5 separate regions of the Mus musculus genome follow, and all the other regions are linked to region 1. Evidence: chromatin contacts called from public Hi-C data. All regions are on one chromosome and are shown on one strand. The core of a region is the stretch at or near the end of the contact, and the rest is flanking DNA. Distances in the headings are between cores, read along the strand shown.

What was found. A called contact is a pair of places that touch in the nucleus more often than the background predicts.
Region 2: a Hi-C map of the N1E-115 cell line shows a contact between it and region 1, with 5 times the contacts expected there. The contact joins the enhancer-like site here to the promoter of Peg13 in region 1. A contact is called at or near these places in 1 of 15 datasets of contacts at CTCF or cohesin (large pre-B cells), 10 of 484 Hi-C or Micro-C datasets (B cells, the C2C12 cell line, CD8 T cells and 6 more) and 6 of 115 datasets of contacts at active chromatin or transcription factors (bone marrow-derived macrophages, embryonic forebrain, embryonic hindbrain and 3 more).
Region 3: a contact with region 1 is called in a Hi-C map of the N1E-115 cell line, with 17 times the contacts expected there. The contact joins the enhancer-like site here to the promoter of Peg13 in region 1. A contact is called at or near these places in 3 of 484 Hi-C or Micro-C datasets (the N1E-115 cell line and cerebellum), 4 of 115 datasets of contacts at active chromatin or transcription factors (embryonic forebrain, embryonic midbrain, forebrain and 1 more) and 1 of 9 other capture datasets (embryonic stem cells).
Region 4: a Hi-C map of cerebellum shows a contact between it and region 1, with 1.9 times the contacts expected there. The contact joins the enhancer-like site here to the promoter of Peg13 in region 1. A contact is called at or near these places in 1 of 484 Hi-C or Micro-C datasets (cerebellum) and 3 of 115 datasets of contacts at active chromatin or transcription factors (bone marrow-derived macrophages, embryonic forebrain and large pre-B cells).
Region 5: a contact with region 1 is called in a Hi-C map of the N1E-115 cell line, with 3 times the contacts expected there. The contact joins the enhancer-like site here to the promoter of Peg13 in region 1. A contact is called at or near these places in 2 of 484 Hi-C or Micro-C datasets (the N1E-115 cell line and cerebellar granule neurons) and 3 of 115 datasets of contacts at active chromatin or transcription factors (bone marrow-derived macrophages, large pre-B cells and neural tube).

Annotation. Positions count from the first base shown.
Region 1 is chr15:72,808,602-72,812,334 of GRCm38.p6, reverse strand. It overlaps Peg13 (paternally expressed 13), which reads left to right and starts at 2,011. Exons shown (of 1, transcript NR_002864.2): 1 at 2,011-3,733. All of the region lies in intron 16 of Trappc9 (trafficking protein particle complex 9), which reads left to right.
Region 2 is chr15:71,927,275-71,931,007 of GRCm38.p6, reverse strand. The region is part of intron 22 of Col22a1 (collagen, type XXII, alpha 1); the gene reads left to right. Among named protein-coding and RNA genes, the nearest start is that of Col22a1, 110 kb to the left of the region's middle. Within about 2 kb of position 1,652, at least 1 of the 459 cell types and tissues checked has an H3K27ac peak or open chromatin away from gene starts, as enhancers often do. A contact at or near this core is called in the N1E-115 cell line, where this site is marked.
Region 3 is chr15:72,049,134-72,052,866 of GRCm38.p6, reverse strand. It overlaps a transcript of Col22a1 not described here. Among named protein-coding and RNA genes, the nearest start is that of Col22a1, 17 kb to the right of the region's middle. Within about 2 kb of position 2,031, at least 10 of the 459 cell types and tissues checked have an H3K27ac peak or open chromatin away from gene starts, as enhancers often do. A contact at or near this core is called in the N1E-115 cell line, where this site is marked.
Region 4 is chr15:72,104,031-72,107,763 of GRCm38.p6, reverse strand. It overlaps a transcript of Col22a1 not described here. Among named protein-coding and RNA genes, the nearest start is that of Col22a1, 72 kb to the right of the region's middle. Within about 2 kb of position 1,578, at least 7 of the 459 cell types and tissues checked have an H3K27ac peak or open chromatin away from gene starts, as enhancers often do. A contact at or near this core is called in cerebellum, where this site is marked.
Region 5 is chr15:72,132,698-72,136,430 of GRCm38.p6, reverse strand. It overlaps a transcript of Col22a1 not described here. Among named protein-coding and RNA genes, the nearest start is that of Col22a1, 100 kb to the right of the region's middle. Within about 2 kb of position 2,025, at least 2 of the 459 cell types and tissues checked have an H3K27ac peak or open chromatin away from gene starts, as enhancers often do. A contact at or near this core is called in the N1E-115 cell line, where this site is marked.

The DNA.
Region 1 (3,733 bases), core at 762-3,261:
ATGCTGGCTCTGAAGAAACATTCTGTATCCCACAACTCAATGAAATGGACACGGGGATCCAGCCACACTGTGCAGGTTGCAAAGAGCACCGAACTACCCCTCAAAGTGTATCATCCATGTAAGCGAGACTCACCTCAATGTCCTATGAGTCTCTTCTCCTGCTTCTGCTACTAAGAGGCTTGGCTTCCTCAGAAGGCCTCTCTGCGTATACAGGGCCTTTCCTTCCATCCCAGCTTTACCCTGTCATGATCCGAAGACTGAGGAGAGAAGTAAAACTGGCCCTGGGTAAAACCAAACCAAACCAAACCAAGGGAATATAAGCTTGGTTAGCACTGCAGAAAGTGTGTTCTTTGCACATCTATTCTCCTGTTTATTTGGCTTTCTGTGTTTTATTTAATGAGCACACATTTATTTTCAGGATATGCCAATGCAGCTTCTGACTTGACGCATATACAGTGTTTTCAATTTCACTGATGCTCAGGTTAGAATTTTCAATTAAACTTACACACATCTAGTACATCTTTTTTTCCCTTTATTTTCACTCATGTACTCTGGGGGAAAAAAAAAAACCAGTACTTTCAAAATTAAAGTTAACACGGGGCTGTAAACTTTGAGAGAAGCAATTATTTTGAATTATATTAGTAACCACACAGTTTGTCTTTTACAAGGCGGTGTGAATGATAGCAAGCTTTAACTAAATTCTATCATGATCTGAAGGCAGAGGCAAACTAACAATTAGCATATAAAACCCCGTGGAACAAAAGGAGCCTACTGTCAATCAAACAACCCCTGCAGGAGGCAATCAAAGATTTTATTGGGGTAAAATAACTGATAACCAGAATGCAGGAAGGCGACCCAACAAACATAGTTATAAAATTACCCTCCCCCAACACACACCCAAAAACCCCCAAAACCAAAAAAACCCTCCCCCAACACACATCCAAAAAAAAAAAAAAAAAAAAAAAAAAAGAAAGAAAAAAAAAAGAAAAAGAAACAAACACATCTCTACTCAATTTCTTAGGGAAGGTTCTGATTCCTAGCCTCTTGTTGCCTCATGTGTGGCCCTCACTAACATGAGGCTCTCCCCTGTGAATACTGAAGAAAGAAGAGGAGTGTCAGGGACACAGGGGCTCTTCCCTCGGACCATTGCGTGCGGCACCCTTCCCAGCGTGATCAACAAATAAAATGAAAATACTTTGCTTCCTTGCTACAAGATGCCATATTGCTGGAATATTTAGAAATATAAAAAGGTGGGACTTTAAACTTTCAGCTTTTGGTTAGAAATTATTAGTGCGTCACATATTGCCCTCCGGTGAGCCCTGGGAAACCCCGTTGCCCGGCCCTTCCTGGTAATCCAACCCAATGAGCTTCTTAAAGCTCATTTTGGAAGACATAGTCCTTATTGTTAGCAAATCGCACATGAATCGGGATCAAATTATTGGTTCGGCAGACCAGTAAGGGTACACTGGTCACCCTTGGCCTCTTGTCACTGGGGCACCCAGATTACCACTGCAAAAGGATAGTCCATGGCTCTCACAGTCTGTGCAACAGTGAGGCAGCCTGAATTTCCCTCACAGGAGGGGCTAAGCAGGGAGAGCTATGGGCAGGGCTGCGCCGCACCGCAATGCCGGATGTTCCCCATGCGCCTTCAGTGGACCCGGCTACGTTCCTAACATTGAGCATTTTTTGCTGCTGCAGCCTGGTTCTAGGTGGAACACCGTCACCCTGCAGACATAGTGGGACATTCATTTTTGTCATATCATTATTGCTTGGACACCCTCACTCTGAAGACCCGGCAGGGCGTCCTTAGGCTGTGGATCGTCACCCTGTGTGACAGCATGGATTATCCAGGTAGATGCTATACCACTGGGGCCGTGCGCCAGTCACCATTGGGGTACCCACGTTCTCTCTCTCCCCGTGCCCCTAAACCAAGGACCAAGAGTCATTCTTACCCGCTAGATGGCACCACAGAATGCATTCTTAAAGTGCATTCTGTCGCATTGCCACGCCTGCGCACTGAGATCCGCTGACTGCCTTGCTGCCATGGCCGCGGTGTACCGAGTATTTGTGTGGATAGCCTTCCCTGCCAACTCAGTGGAGCACCCTTAGGCTGCAAGTCTCCATCCAGTGTGGCTGCGCACCGATACCCTAAGGGTTGCTACCTCAGTAGAACCATTCTGATCAACTGTGGGGCCTCATTGTGTGGGCTGCCGGCCTCGTGGACTGGCGTTCCTACCCGGTAGAGGGCGCCGCAGAATGTGTCTCCACCGAGCAGATTGCCGCATTGCCGCACCTGCGCACTGAAGTCTGAGCGGACTCGCCCAGCAGACTGCGTCACAGCTGCCTGCATTCCAGATCTCGACAGACGTCTCTAAAGACTGCAGACTGCGGCACGGCTGGAAGCTGAGCGAACCCCTTTACTACAGCTCTGTGACCACGAACCGAAGAGGACCCGGTGGCTTGTTAGCCCATCTTATTGAGATTTTAGGCCTTGTGTGATAGCTCATCCAAGCGCTGGTGCTATGTAGACGATCATTGCCGCGGCTCTCCGGCCAGCTTCGGCTCTCCGGGAAGATCCGCGGCCTTTACTCTGAAAATGGTTGGATAGAAGACCTGCGACACTGCCGCGGAGCCGGGAGTTTTTCACTTGTGGTGGTGACCGAGGAATGGGCAAAAGGAGGCACAGAAAAAGCCCAGATATCTGTGTCGGTGCAGTTCGTGCGAGGATACCTTCGAGCGTTGAGATACCTTCGAGCACAGAACCCTGCAGCTTGCGATGCAACGGAGAGCTTGGCCGATCTTTTTACCCTGGAGACGCTAGCACAGAGGCTCGCCATCACCCTGTGGATAGGCGCATTGTGGTTGTAGCACAATGATGAGCCATGGAGGTCTCCACGCTTGGCTGGGACTTGGGCGTATGCCGTTACCCAGCCAACGCCTGTACAGCTCTTTGTTATCTTAATCCTGGGGAATTACATATATTTGTGGCTGCACTTCAGTGACTGAACGGATGTTCTTACCTTGGGGATAGAGGCACAGTGGAGCTGCGCACGGATACCCAACGAAGCAACCTTAGAGGGTGGATCACTTGAATGGTTTTGGTGGCGCACTAAGGTTCTGCATGATATTTTTTTTCCCCGCGGATGGTGGCGCAGCAGAGCTGTGCACAGATAACCTCAGAGTGCCTCACCCTATATGGCTGCTGCTTGCGCACTAAGGAATCAAATGGATATCCTTATTTTGGATGATGGTTTAACAGAGTCTGAACTACTTGGCGGATGCCTGCATTGTGGTGGCTGAGCACCAAGTGCCCGAGTGGATTTTAACCTGAGATGTTGGTATAGCAGAAACCCGTATTTGTGGATAAGTGCATCTTGACAGCTGCGTTTGAAAAGCCTAAGAGGATCTTATCCCGAGGATGGTGTTTCTGAGCATCCTTACCCTGAGTGTAACTACATTGTGACTGCTGCACACTAAAAATTTGGGCTTCTTTGATTTATTTATTTATTTATTTATTTTGCCCTAAGGATAAGGGCATTGTGAAACGTCCTTCCTTCCTTTGTGTGGTGGCTGTGTACTAAGGATCAGAGAAGATTTTATTCCGGGAATGGAGGTGGAGTATTTAGACCCCGCAGGCCACTCTGTGGCCATAGCTGCATACAAAGGTTGGGTATGGTAAGAGCGATCATCTTTACCATGTGGATATATACATTGCAGCATCTGGGCATTAAGG
Region 2 (3,733 bases), core at 403-2,902, 880 kb after region 1:
ACTGATCTCTAGTTTGGGCATGAATCAGTTAAAACTCCAAAGTCATGGCCTTGGGGACTTTGCCCCTTCCATTCCCCTTTCCACATTTTTTTCTTGGTCTTTTGGTCTTTTCCCTTTGTCCTACCCTAGCCTTATATCTTCCTCCCTTTCCTTCTACTATAAGTTCAACAAAAGTTTCTTCATCATCGACTCGCCATGGTGGTGGTCTACTGAGGGTACCTACTGCTGATATTCTGGCAGGCAGAGGGATGCAGACACAGCTGTTTAGTGTTTAAGCAGTTGGTGTGGAAAGGTCCCAAAGAGAATGCTGGGCTTGAGCAGGCTCTCAGGCAATGGGGTAGCTGGCCAGGCTGACAGCTGTAGAAAGGACATGAGCAGCCTTTACTGGGGCCCTGGGACAGGGACTTCTTGGCATATCTAGGGAAGGCATTCTTAGAGCCATCAAGGGTCTAGCAGGGGGAATGAAGCTAAGAGAACCTGAGAACAATTAGTGTTCAGCCCTGGAGGTCTTTGAAGGACTGTGTTTTTTATTTAGTATGAAGTGTGGAGCAATATGGGCTGCCTTCACCATGTTCTATTATGGGAAAATATGCAAACATTGAAAGAATAGCCTAGTGAACCTCTATATTCCCATATCCACTTCAACATTTATGAAGTCATTGAAACGTCTGTTTTATTTATATCAACACTCAGTCTGCCCATCACTGGGCTTGAGTTTGGAAGCAATTCTTAGTCCTGCAATTTACATATGAATATTTTAGCACACTGTCTCCAAAAGATAAAGGATTTTTTTATGAGAAACTGAACTGTAATACCATGATCCAACCCAAATCTGCTTGAAATTTCATCAAATATTTACCCCAGTACTCAGCGTGTTCTGACTTCTTTGTGCCTGACTGCATTTGCTCATTGTCATGTTTGATACCACAGCGAGGATCCAGACTTGTGCTCTGAAACCATTCATTTGAGTTTGGAAACAATTATAGAGGGAAGAGGGAGACCATCAGTCAGGAGCCTCCTGATGACCAAATGATAAGATGGAATCTCGGTTCAGAGTTGGACACACATGGAGGCTGCAGAAGTTGTTGAGGTCCCAACATGGCTCAGTTCATAGGCTGGGCATGGAGAAGACTGGGTAAAAGGCAGAAGGTGGTTCCTGAGGGTCCATGGTCTAGCACAGGGAAGCAATAAGTAAGACATTGCTGCAGGGTGCACTGGGAGAACTGAGGGTCTGTCTCTTGCTCTGCTGCCTCTAATGGCTTAACAATTGGTGACTTGGGGAATTCAGGGACTTCTGCCCCTCTTCTAGTCTGGAATTGCTCACCATTTCTGGCTGTGTTCCATCCTGTGAGCGTTGTTTGAGTTTAATGCCTGCAACAAAAACGGAAGAGAGAAACAGCTAATTGAGATGTTGTGGGCTCAGGAGCAGCTTCCTGTGACATTAGTCCCTGGCTGAGTCAGGACTGCCTGAGATAGGATGACTTACTCAAAAGTCGTATCGCTGCTTCTCTTGCTTGCCACCTGTCATTTCCTCCCCATCGATTTCCATCAAAGAAGCATCAAGAAGCACTCCTAAACATCAGGATGCACACTCGGGCTTCATGAAGGAATGGAACAGATTAAAAAAAAATTAGACTGTGAATGAAGATAGCCTAAAACAACAGGTAGGAGAAGGAATCTGGGCCCACTTTTTAAAAAGAGAGAGAAAGAGAGAGATTAGTCATAGACAGACAGCAGAATCTTTGGCAAGGTAAATGCACTCATTTTGGACAACACTGATGTTTTTCTCGATTGGCATGGTGAACGCAGATGATTGGTACCCAGGCTGAAGCGATACCTAGCTCCTTGTTACAGCACAGTAGATAAGGAGTGCTTGCCTGCACTTTGCCATAGCCTACCCATTTGCCTGATCTAGAAGGTAAGGAGGAGACAGGAACCATTGTCAATTGGAGTTAGGACCTGAGCAATTTTATCGGAATCTGGAACATTCTAGTGCAAGAGCCAGAGCCAGCCTTAGGTTTGTAACTGCACGTTTAGTGTTTCACACCTATAAAACATGAGTTTATATATGCGTGAAAAACTTATCCAATACATAGAATCATCTGGAATATACATCGGTAATGTCTTGGGTAACTTGTGTACTAGAAAAAAATGAATCAAAGGTGTAATCAGGTCTCTGGGCACACACATGACTGTGTAGCATGAAGAAGGGCAGGGCCCAGGACTAGTATCTGGTCAGCTGGGTATGGACCTTGGACAAGGGAATGTCTAGTATGAGAGGAGAAAAATTGGGTGTCACCTAGCTCTTTATGCTGAGTCCTAGAGGGATCTTGTTTTGGCAAGACAAAAATGTGTCCAGAACTTTAGCTAAGTGTAAAATTTGGAATACTGAATCATGAGGATGAAGTTCATGGCAACCCACAGTGGGAAGCCAGTTCCCTTCCCAAACTCCTCCTGATCTCTGTTCTTTGCTCTTTGCACAAGCTCACGGCAATCTCTTATAGACCTTTGGTTATTTTCACACCTCCTGGTTTCCTCCCATCAGTTATGGAAAACTAAATAGATAATCCTCTCCAAGTTGAGGTTCCCTTTCGCCTCAAGACAGAGGCTCCCTGTACTGCCTGTGTTATTTCCTATGTACCAGCGTCAGGAGGGCACACTCTTCTAATGGCATACATCTTTGTAGGACTAGTGCCAAGGGGTGGTAGAAACAAGTGGTTGGCAGTCACTGAAGGGCAGGATTGCAACTTTGCAAGTTTTCCTCTGCATGTGTGTGTAGTAGTTTATATGTGTGTGAGGACATGTGTGTGGAGGCCAGAAGTCAATGCTAGGTATTTTCTTTCCACTGAATATGTTATTTCCTCCACAATAGGATGTGAGACAAGGCTCCTCGATTGTATTAGATACATTGGATACAGTGTAAGGTCCATGAGCTGCAGGAGTCTGTCTCTTTCCACTTAGTGCTAATTTCCTGATGTTCAGACCCAAGCCTTCATGCTTCACTCACTTAGCCGTCTCCCTACCCTGACTTTCCTTTTACATTTGTCATTTGGTTTTCACAAAGTACCATGGGGTATGGTATCTTAGTCTCAGATTAGTAACTAGGGGGTCTGAAGAAATGGGTCAGAGTCTCCAGCGTCACCTAGTCTCTAAGGTGACATTGATCAGAGCCAAGTCTGCCTGGCTTTACCCTTTTCACAGCCTGAGCCTTGTTACCCCCACCCAAGAGATCAAAACTGTGAGCTGTTTTCCCAGCCGTGAGCTCCTTGGAGAGAGACCCAGGGCTCTTACTTTCCAATCAGGTACATCCTGTGTGCTTCCCCAGATGTGGATATCTTTTGTCTGTTTCCCTTGGCACAGAGGTCTCATGATTGCCAAACACGAATACCGTGAGACCCACCAGCTCTGACTCGTGTCAGGTTTCAGAGAGAAACATGGGCAGGCTTTTGTCAGTGGCAGTTTGGGTGGCATTTGTTCCACTTTCCATTGTTAAAACTTCCTGCTGGACCAGATGGGAGCAGTGTTTGGGCCACAGGCTACTATTTGATTCATTCCAGGGCTAGGAGCCAGGGTTCTGTTAGGACATTCTAAGTAGTCCCAGAACACCAGGTTTCAGATCCAAACAGTGGGAAATGATCATTCTAGACATTTGGAGGCATGGAAAAGAGCTGAGCGAAAGACCATAAGGCACACATTAGCTGACAGGCACAGCCAAGCCTTTTGTATGCTAATG
Region 3 (3,733 bases), core at 782-3,281, 760 kb after region 1:
AAGCACAAATGTTGCACTGTACATTCAACAGCCACAGAATGAAAGAAGTTACATCCATACCAAACATGTGTAGAGCTTTTTCTTGTCATCTTCTAAATAATACTGTACACAACCCATTTTCAAGCCCTTACATTATGTGAGGCATCGTTTAAGTCGTCTAGAGAAGGCTGACAATATAGAGGATGCAAAACGCTATACAATCCTATGTAAGGAACTCGAGAAGTGGCAGGTTTTGATTTAGAGTCCTGGAGCTAATCCTTCACAGAGCCTATGGGACATATATACAATATATTTACACGTATATATTATACTCGTAAATATGCATGTCTGCTATAAATGTAAATACACACACTGATCCATACACATGTTTATGTATAATACACATGAACACAAGACTATTCTTTTCAATAACTATTCACTTGTATATCTTAAATGTCTGTCATTTATATTACATATTCAAATATATAATGTATAAGACAATATAATATATAATTTGCCTTATAAAATCTGGATGTCTATTTTATAGTATGCACACATCTTTATTACAAAATGTCACTCCATCCAGATGTCTGAGAGTCCTGTGTCTTCCTGTTGGGTGGCAGTGGCATACATCCTGTGTACATGAGGAGCATAGTGGACACTGAGGGCTCATGCAGAGCTACTGGGTACATCAGAAGGCCATGCCACAGTAGCACTGTGAGTCACTACACTGGGAGGATTGACCTTAGCATCCTTTTCACCTACAGCAGGCATCATGGAGACAAGATTGTGCACATACCATAGGGGAGATATAAGACTACTGACAAACAGAAAATAGAAGCTCAGGTGGGAGGTGACCCCAATCTAAGCAACAGAAAGGGTATGCCTGGCATGGGATTCAGGACTTTGGGCTCTTCTTGGCCTTCAATGCATCCTCTACCTGGTCCTTGTGTCACTTCCTGGGAACCACTGCAGAATGTGATAAATGGAACAAGATTGCCTTGTAGGCCCCGATTCCTTCTTCTACCTTTCTGCATCTCAGGTCTCTGTTCTCTCAGCTCCAGAGATGAAGAATCCAGAGACATTCTCTCTTCTCATGCCTGCATAGCTCATACAAGAGACTCCAGAGGCAGATGCACTGAAGAAGGTTCAAATATGGTAGAAGGGCAGGCAAGTGGCCCTGGTACCTGGCAGGCCAAGATCAGAAAACAAGTGAAGATTTTCCTTCTGTCCAGCAGAGGGAGCCCAAGGACTCCCTGATGGCATGTGAAGGTCAGGGTGATCAAAACATTCTCAGCCTCATTGGGCCTGTGTGTGTTTGTGTGTGTGTGTGTGTGTGTGTGTGTGTGTGCGCGCTAGAAACTTTGAAGAAGCGAATGTTCAAGTCCCACAGGCCATCAGACTGAAGTATCATCTGCTTAGGGAAGGCCGGTCTGTTGCTTCATTCAGACTTCGACTGGATGAGTCAGCTTGTTTGAGAGAGAGAGAACAGTGTGTGTTTCTCAACATCAATGGGCTTAAATGATGATGCCCTTTGAAAGCTCCTCAGAGAAGTTTCCAGAATAATATTTGACCACACATCTCTGAGCCCAGCAGAATGGACTATAGAATTAATTATCCAAAGTCAGAAGTGCAACCAAACCTTTCCTCTCTGGTATACCCCATGCAAATGTCCCTTAGATGTCTGTATTAAAGTAGCCTATTGCTGAGACCCTGAGGGGTCCATGAAGGGAAGAAATTCATTGGCTGGTTTAGCTGTTGTGTAAGCTTCATAAACCCCTGGTGGGCATAGCCTGAAAGTGGCCATACACGGATCATTAAGCTGGTATCATGTCGAGTGAGCTGTGGTTGGGTGGTGGTTACAGCTGGCGGTTATGCCTGGGAATGGCTCCCTCTGGTCTGTAAAGGGGCAGGCAGATGCAGGCATACAGAGTAATTAGGGCCGTAATAAGCAAGGCAGGGTGGTGGAAATGTGCAGAAAGCAAATGCTGGCAACTCCTAGGGGCAGCCATTCACCAACTGCCTCGTATTTGGAAATGTGTCCATTGTGAGAAGCACTTTGCTGTATGTGTGAACAAGATTGAGAGAGTCCACTGACTGTGGCTCATGCAGACCCGGGACACATCCTGAGCCTGAATACTACTCCCAGAGACCCAGACCTCCAAAGGGCAACTGGAGGGGGTGAGACAAAAGGGGCTTCTAGAAAAGGCCCTGGGTGAGAGGACACCGGATCTTAAAGTGTTTAACCTCCCTTCCTCTGCTATTTGGAACTGTCCCTTCCCCTCTTTCCCCCAGCCGCCCCCCACCCCCACCCCCCGGGGAAATCACTGCTTTGCAGACACCACAGGCATGATCACACAGTAGAAGAAATCTGAGATCACAACCCTGGAAGAGGTCACAGCTCTAGTCAGGAACCATTACTCCTACTGGCACCAGGGGGCGCTCTCCCACCAGGAATCATCCCGACAGAGCCATACATATGCAGCCCTGGTCTGGACGGGACTCTAGAAAAGATCTTTCACCCCTCTCTGTACTGGTCTGGCCCTTTGTGGCAATCCATGGAATGTGACCCCTCTTAGGGCTTGGGCTGGTCTGAGATTGACATCTATCTATAGGAAACCAGAGAAGGCTACCTTAGTCACTGCTGTGAAGAGACACCATGACCAATGACCAAGGTAACTCTTATAAAAAAGAAAGAATTCAATTAGGGGCTTCCTTATAAAAGTTAGTACATTATTGTCATGGCAGAAAGCACACAGACAAATGTAGAACTGGAGAAATAGTTGAGAGTTCTACATCCTAATCTTCAGGCAGCAGGAAGAGAAAGGTGCTGGGCCTGGCATGGGCTTTTAAAATCTCAAAGCACACCCACTTCCCTAGTGACATACTTCCTCCAACAAAATGATACTTACTCCAACAGGGCCACACTTCCTAATCCATATAACCCTTTCAAAGAGCTTCACACCTTGGTGATTACACATTTAAGTATATGAGTTTACAGGGGGTCATTCTTATTTAAACCATCACAGTAGCCTAGTGGGCCCTCAGATAAGAGCAATATACCTCCAGTTGTTAGATCCTCCAAGTCTCTGTACTGGGGTACCTGGCTTTCTCTTGACTGTTCCATCACTCAACATGGGCCCTCTCCTCCTAGTATCATGGTGGTAGAGCACTTTGCTTCAAATGGAAACATTCTGTCATGGAATGAAGTTCATTAAGCCTAGAAAGTTCTGAAGGGAGGCTCATTAAAACCCAGACATCAAACAACCCACAAGCCTCAGGATGTTCCTGAAACCAGATTTGCAAAGTCCCTTCCTCCCCAGGGTTGTAAAGCAGGAAGAACAACTGAAGAGGAGAGATCTGTTGAGCTACCTGAAAGCCATGCAGAGAACTCTGGGGTTCCAGCTTTCCTGATTCACTATCCATGTTTGGGTGAGCTTTCAGGGATGTAGTTCCTGCTAGCAAAGTCAACTTCGTGAACCAACGAGTTCATTGCATTTACTTGCAGGAGTATGGGTGAGGAGTTGCTTACAGGAACTACATCCCTGAAAGCTCACCCAAACATGGATAGTGAATCAGGAAAGCTGGAACCCCAGAGTTCTCTGCATGGCTTTCAGGTAGCTCAACAGATCTCTCCTCTTCAGTTGTTCTTCCTGCTTTACAACCCTGGGGAGGAAGGGACTTTGCAAATCTGGTTTCAGGAACATCCTGAGGCTTGTGGGTTGTTTGATGTCTGGGTTTTAATGAGCCTCCC
Region 4 (3,733 bases), core at 329-2,828, 700 kb after region 1:
TGATCAGATCATGTCTAACCTTTGCTTTCCAAGCTGAGGCGTTTGTCCATCAGGCTGTGTGTGATACTTCTCTCAGCGTTCCCTTTACCACAGCAAATCTTTCCTAATATCTGTGGAGCAATGAAGCATAACTCAGTTTCTTCAATATAGCACTGACCTGACAGATTGCTTCCACTAAGCATATTGGTTTGTTCTTCCATCCCACATTGACCATTGGGTTGCTGAATAAGATTGAAGGTAGAGAATAGATATATTGGTAAACATTAATTTTAAAGGGTGGCTGTTTTTAGCCTGGTATCTATAGATCTCAGCTTTACAAAGGATGCTTAGAGGCCAATGGCCCAAGTTCTTGAACGCCTATGATCTCTTTCAACTTGCCTCCTCTGGCAGAAACAGAATGTTCCATTGGTTCAGAGTCAAGCCAACATACTTATCAACTGATCTTAGCAAATATTAAAATTCTTAGTCTGGTTCTGTCACCCCCAAAACACTGACAGTACAGGCAAGTTCAAATGCTTTACCCAAAATGCTAGGCCCAGGATTGTAGCACAAGCCAGCAAATTTTCAAACTGTAGAAATTCAATCCCCAAAGTGAATGTTTCAAATATTGCAAGTACCCCAAGAGAGTCAAGGCCAAGACACCGTAGTAAAGCTCATCTGTGCTTTTTCCAAGCAGACATAAATATTCATAAAAAAGAAATGAAAACTATAAATAGTGTCAAGCTGTTTCTAGCCAGGTTTCCCTACAGAACAGGTTGCAAAGCCCCTGGCTTCCACTTTGCTTTGTTTTGTGGTTTTGATGTTTTCTTTTTTTCACTTTTTAAATTTTGCTTGTTGGTTCTTGTGTTCCAGCTAGTTTGTAACTACATTAGTTGATGCACCTGCAACTGGCAGCCCAGTAGCAAGCAGACAATGGGCTCAATCATTCAACAGATATTAGTGGTTGCCACACGTTAACATAATAGAAGGAGCTACAATATACTGATAGATAATGCCCATCTACACAAGAAACAAAGAACTTATATAGTGTCAAGTTTTTTGGTTCATGATGGGTGTGTTGGGCCCCAGAAAGAAGCATGTGTGAGCTCAGATATAGGTGATAGATCTTAGATATGAGTTCAGTAGTTGGATCATAAACTCTGGGTTCTCTTATGTATATCTGTACTCAATACAAGATTAAAGCTCACTGTAAGGAGGGATCTAGAAGGGACCACAGGGGACTATAATATATACCACAGGGGATACACACACACACACACACACACACACACACACACACACACACACACACACACATCTGTGCTGTGAAGGGTGTGCTGGGAGAGAGATTCATAGATGGGTTTGAACTATCCAGTGAGCTCTGTAGACTAATGTAAAAGGATTTGCATACATCCATTTCCTCTCCTCCATCTCATTTCAAAAATACAGAGAGAGAGGTGCAGATGCCCAGAAGAGCTTGGAGACAGAGGCTGTGGCAGGAGGCGGGCATGCTGTTCCAGAAGGCTGACCCTCTTGATGTGTCTGCTCCCACTGGATTTGATTGTGACAGCCTGCAGCTGCTCCTGGACCCTGTAATAGGATTATTCTGGCAGAGGACACTTCAGGGCTAATTAGCATAAGGATACCTTCCAGGTTTCTAGGGTTGGGGCCTGGCAAATGATAAAAGGGCCCGGTCTTGGAAGGTGCTCTCTGAGATATTGAAGTGGGTTAGAGAGGGGGCCTGTCACATCTGGTTGCTGTGATAATTAGATTAGGGTACAGAGAGGAAGGGAGAGAAGAAGGCAGCCAAGGCAACCTGTGGGGCCCGGGTGGGAAAACCAGCCACAGGGATGACTCTAGAGGGTCACTCTGGACAGGAGTGGCAGAGCCAAAGTCAAGACACTGACTCACGAAACATCCAGTCTCCAAGGGGGCCTTCACTGCTGTGTGCACCATCTCCCAGTGAGCAGTCACCCAATGTTCTTGTTTAGTCGTGATCTGCAGGCCATGTCCATTCTAGGTCAGTGACTTGGCATTGACTGGGGTGTAGCTGGGCATCTGTAGCTGAAGGTTCTAGATGCTTCTGATGAATGCAGTTCCTTTCACACCAGTGTTACTCAACTCTAATGTACCGATGGTGATGTTGGCATAAACAGATCCTTCTGAGGTTAAACAGAGTCTGCCATCTCATTGCACTGAGCCCTTTGGCCATGGCAAATGTATGTTAACCTCCGGAGTGATCCTGCAGTGTTGACTGTGTTGCTATTGATCTACTGAGATGCTGAGGAGACCCAGGAGTTGAATGAAGCCACACAGCAACAAAATGTAGGTTCCTGGTTGGTGCTTGCTTGAGCTTTCTCCTCTTGTTCTGTTCAGCATGCAATGGCTCCTGATACTCCTACCATCATCTTACCCTTGTCTGCCACTCAGTCAGAATGCCCTCACCCACTAACTTTCTCAAAGTCCTCTCTTCTCAGCGATCTTCTGTAAACCCAGCTATCCTCTGACTCTATCTATGACTGTATTTGATCACCCATGTCACATAGAGAAACTTTATGTCTTTCTATATGTACACTCATGCATGCTTTAACATACATAGACAAATTTGTACACACATACAAATACACACAAAGGTCATGCACGCAAATACGTGTATTTATATGTGCATACATACAAACAAACAAATAAATATAAATAAAGCAAATTCACAAACACACATAATAGTACACAAATGCACTCCCACACCCATACTCCATACCCACACCTAGACAGATGATAGATAGACAGACAGACAGATATCACACACCTTCCTACATTCACCCTAGCTTCAAGCTTTTTCTTATACCTTGGCCTGGCAATCCCTTGTCTTTCCTGGCCTAGAGGGCCTTTCCCAGCATGTCTTACTTAAGAATCTTGGTAATTCATAGGACTGGAGTCCGAACTTGACTTCATTCATCATAATGCACTGTGCAAGGAGAGAGCATTGTCATAACTAGGCTTTGAGATACTGCTCAACGTCTGAGCTGTGGTCTGCTGGCTCTTCCAGTATTATGGTATTATGATTCTGTCATGTGACCATTATCAGAAACGGTGGATTCTTATATATGCCACATTTACTAACCTCCGTGGTCTGAGTGCAGAGATGTGTGAGCTGAAGTCTGAAGTGTTATCTGCTGCATAGCTGTACCAGTCACATGTCAAGCCCTGTTCTAGAGGGGATCAAGGTTGACCTCAGCCCAGCTTCCTTGATCTTCATTCTGATGAACAAAACAGAAAGTTATATATATATATATATATATATATATATATATATATATATATATATATATATATAATAACATCCATGAGTCCTGACTAGAGTGGACGAGGGAAGCCACTTCATCCCATGAGCTGGAAGAAGGGCTCCAGGAAGGACAGCCATGTCTTGAGGTAGTTGTAGTAGTGAGTTGGGGTACCAGCCAATTGGGAAAGGGGAAATACTGTTGCTGGGACACAGACATACTTAAGGAGTTGAGCTTGTAGAAGGAGTTACAGAGACAAAATTTGGAGCTGTGACGAAAGGATGGACCATCTAGTGACTGCCATATGCAGGGATCCATCCCATAATCAGCTTCCAAACGCTGACACCATTGCATACACTAGCAAGATTTTGCTGAAAGGACCCAGATATAGCTGTCTCTTGTGAGACTATGCCAGGGCCTAGCAAACACAGAAGTGGATGATCACAGTCAGCTATTGGATGGGTCACACGGCC
Region 5 (3,733 bases), core at 776-3,275, 680 kb after region 1:
GCATGACAGTCTGTACCATGGTAGGCACCCCAATGAGCGTGTACTGAGATAATTAATATGTCATTGCTTAATGATTCTCTGAAATAAGTTCTTCCCATTTCTGATTCCCTACTGAAATCAGAGCAGTTTATTATGTTTTAATGTGATGTGTAGAATAGCAGCATCCCCCCCCCCCCGCAAGAATGCCCAAGGCCCTATTCACAGAATGTGTGGCTAATTCTGCTTTGCATGCAGAAGTGACATTGAACATGCTATTAATGTGGAGCTCCTAAGGGGAACCCTGTCAGCCACAGTAAGATGAGTATAATTACAGGAGTCCTGCCAAGTGCCCAGGGGAGACAAGGGAGTCAGGAAGGGAGCAGGTTTGAAGAGGCTATGATAGCCTTGAATGGAGAAAGAGACTGTAAACTAAGAAGGTCAGGTTATTTTCAGAAGTAGAAATAAAGTTAATGAATGGATTCTTGTTTAGAAACTTCAGAAGCAACAGAACCCTGTCAACATTTGATTTTTAGTTCATTGACCTAACTTTCTGACACATGACCCCCAAGGAGCAAGAAAATAAATTACTACCAGTGAGCTACTGAGCTGTTCTTAATTTGTCATAGATATGATCAGCATCCATCTTTAAATATATTATTCTTCCCAGAGAGTCCAAACTCTAAAACAGGGTCTCCTTTTTGTAGCCCATAGGCAGTTGTATCTCAGGCAATTTGCCCTTTTCAGTGGTCCATTTAAATTGGGAGATTTTATTCTTCTAATTTGAGGAAGTCCTGAGGTCTTTGCGTGAATTACAAATGAAGAGAAGTGACATAGAGAATTGCTTTTGAGCATATGTCATTGTGTATTAATTCCTGAAGACCATCAACATGTAAGAGATGGAGTCCATGGAGTTCCTTGTTAGCATGGAATTGTGTTAATGCTGCCTTCTTTGTCCTAAGCTAGCTCTCTGTCCACTATGCTGTCACCTTTCTCCTTCCACTTCTGATGCTCCTGCCCAGAACAGGGACCAGCAGTGCTTCGCTTTGCTAATCAGAGGAAACTGTAGGAAATCCTGAGGCTACCATCCAGATTAGATTCAATGTATTTACTGACAGCTGCAGGAAATGATCTCATGGTGGGAACTGAAGAACAATAAGAGAATGGTAGACTCACAATTGCCCCATAAAAGTCACTCAAATCCCCTTCCAGGAATGATTGTCAATTAATAGGGCAGTAAAGATGAGAATGGAAACATAAGATGCTTCTGAGACTGAACTAGGGAAAAAATAGCTGGGCTCATCTGGTAGAGAGGGACACATTTTCCATCTCTGGTTTTCTAGTCATTATATTATGTCACACAAATTTAATAATCTGAAAGTCAACCTTTACCATCTATTTAGGGAGCCACCAGGAAAGTATGGCTTTGCATTATTGGAAGATTGTGCTTAATCAGAACTTGGTTATTGAAAGAAAGCAGACATGACATGTGTTCCTTTGCTGGTGTTTAAAATGTAGCATCACAATGTATAAATATCTTGAGTCTCTCTTTCCTCATGTGTTACCTCTATCACATTTATGCCACCACATAGTGGGTTCATTTTTTCCTCGCACCAAGGTGTAATATGAATACATCAATGACCTTTAAACTCTTAATATCTAATTTTTGAACTTGAGTCCACATTCAGATAGAAGGAATGATTGGTATTAGAATGAACTAAAATTTAAGCAAGATTTATTAAATTTAAGAAGATGTAGTTCCCACATTTTCTGTCTCCAAAACACCTTCCTATCTGCTGTCCACACATACAAAAACTATCCTATGTTGTCTAGGATAAAGTGTCAATCCAAAATGAAGCCGTGCAAGAAGCAATGGTTTTATTAAACCAGAGTCCCTGTGCTCCCAGGACTCTGTGCTGAGGTTCTACTAGGGACAATATTGCTCTTTGTGCTTTCATAAAATGTTATTTGAGGTCATCCTCGAGTGGTACTTTCCATCATTCTCAGACACGATAAGCTGATTAAGATGAGGTGACTCACCCCGGCAATGGATGGCCGAGGTGGTAGGAGGCTAAGCTGAAACTACGCATCCGATTCAAGCTCCTCATTTTCTGAGCAGTGAAACCCAGACTGAAGAAAGGAAATGAACTTTCCCAAGTCTCGTCTACAAGTGGGGATGGTGCAAACTCTGGGCTTGCACATCAGAACATTTTCCTTTTGATGTTAAACAACTGAAGTATATGAAAAGAAAGAAGGAAGCTTTGATGTTGCCTCACCCCTTGTTTTGCTGTGTGTTAGGGAGCATTAAGGGCAGGTAGGAACACTCAGACAACCAGGTAAAATCCCCTTTAAATAATCAGTAATGCCAACTGTTAACTCTAATGTTTGGTTAAAGTATAAAAGTGTGCATTCTTTCTAGCATAATTGACCTCCTGGTTCAAAATATCCATTTTTTTTTACTTGTTCAAATAAATTTCAGATTGAAAAAAAGAAGGTATATTTAAGAACACGACATTGTCTCCTCCTCATATACCCTCAGCCTTAGGAAGATTCTCGACTAGATAAAATTTCTATTAATTATTGTGTATTCTTTTGCATGCTGATTGATTGTACTTACAGACTCATACAATGTTGGTGTTTAAAGGAGTATGGATGCTTCTAGTAGTTACCTGTTTAGTTGCTGAAACAGAACACCTGTCAAAAACACCTCAAGGCAGGAAGAGTTATTTTGGCTTACATTTCCAAAGTAATTGCCCACCATTGGTGGGAAGAGAATAGCAGCAGGAGGCAGCTAGGCACATCGCATGCCCAGTGAAGAGCTTAGCAAAGAGTGGAGAATGCATGTGCCCAGATAGTTTTCTTCTAGGTATCTAGCCCATGGAATGATACCTACTACATTTAGTATGGTTTATTTCACACCCATTAACCTAATCTTGATAATACCTCACTGACATGCCCAAAGGTTTGGTTCCATGGTGATTATAAATCCTATCAAGTTGAAAATCAACATTAACCATCACACCCACTTCTTGTATTTAAATAGGTACCCCAGAGTGAGATGTAGCTGCATCCACCTCTTGTCTTTCCAAAGGCTAATGGTATATCCTTGCGGGAGGAAGTACATCACTATGGGTTGAGCTTTGGAATTAATGGCCTGCACCACTTTCATGTTGCTCCTTAACTTCCTGTTTGCATTTGAAGATATGATCTCTCAGCTTCCTTCTCCTACTTCCATCCATGTTGGGTACTGTTCTTCCACCATAGGATAAACTCGTATCCCTCTGGAACTATAGGTCAAATCAACTCTTCCTTCTTAAGTTGTCGTGACCATGGTGTTTTATCACATTACTAGAAAAGTAACTAACACAGATGTGAACAATTTCTCATCCTCTTGGATCCTGTTCCTGAGTCCGGGAGTCAGGTCTGTACTGTCCTGTGTCAGACAGAGACTTAGCATACTTGGCTTCATTTTCTTTTATCTTTTTTCATATTACACAGTGGGCAAAGCAGCCAACCCTCAGTGTAGATTAGATTGTTTCCTTATTTCTGCCTCTCTGCTCTGGTATGCCTGGAGTTAAAGGGGTCTGATGCGGGAACAGTGGCTTACACATCAGTTATGGGAATCATGGGCTTGAAATGGGGCAGTTAACATGCCAAATCTCACCACCGCTCTCCTTTTCTATTGCTCATAAGAACAGTGCATCATATAATTTTCTCTTTTCTCAAGACATGCACCTCACCCATCCTTATTCCTTGT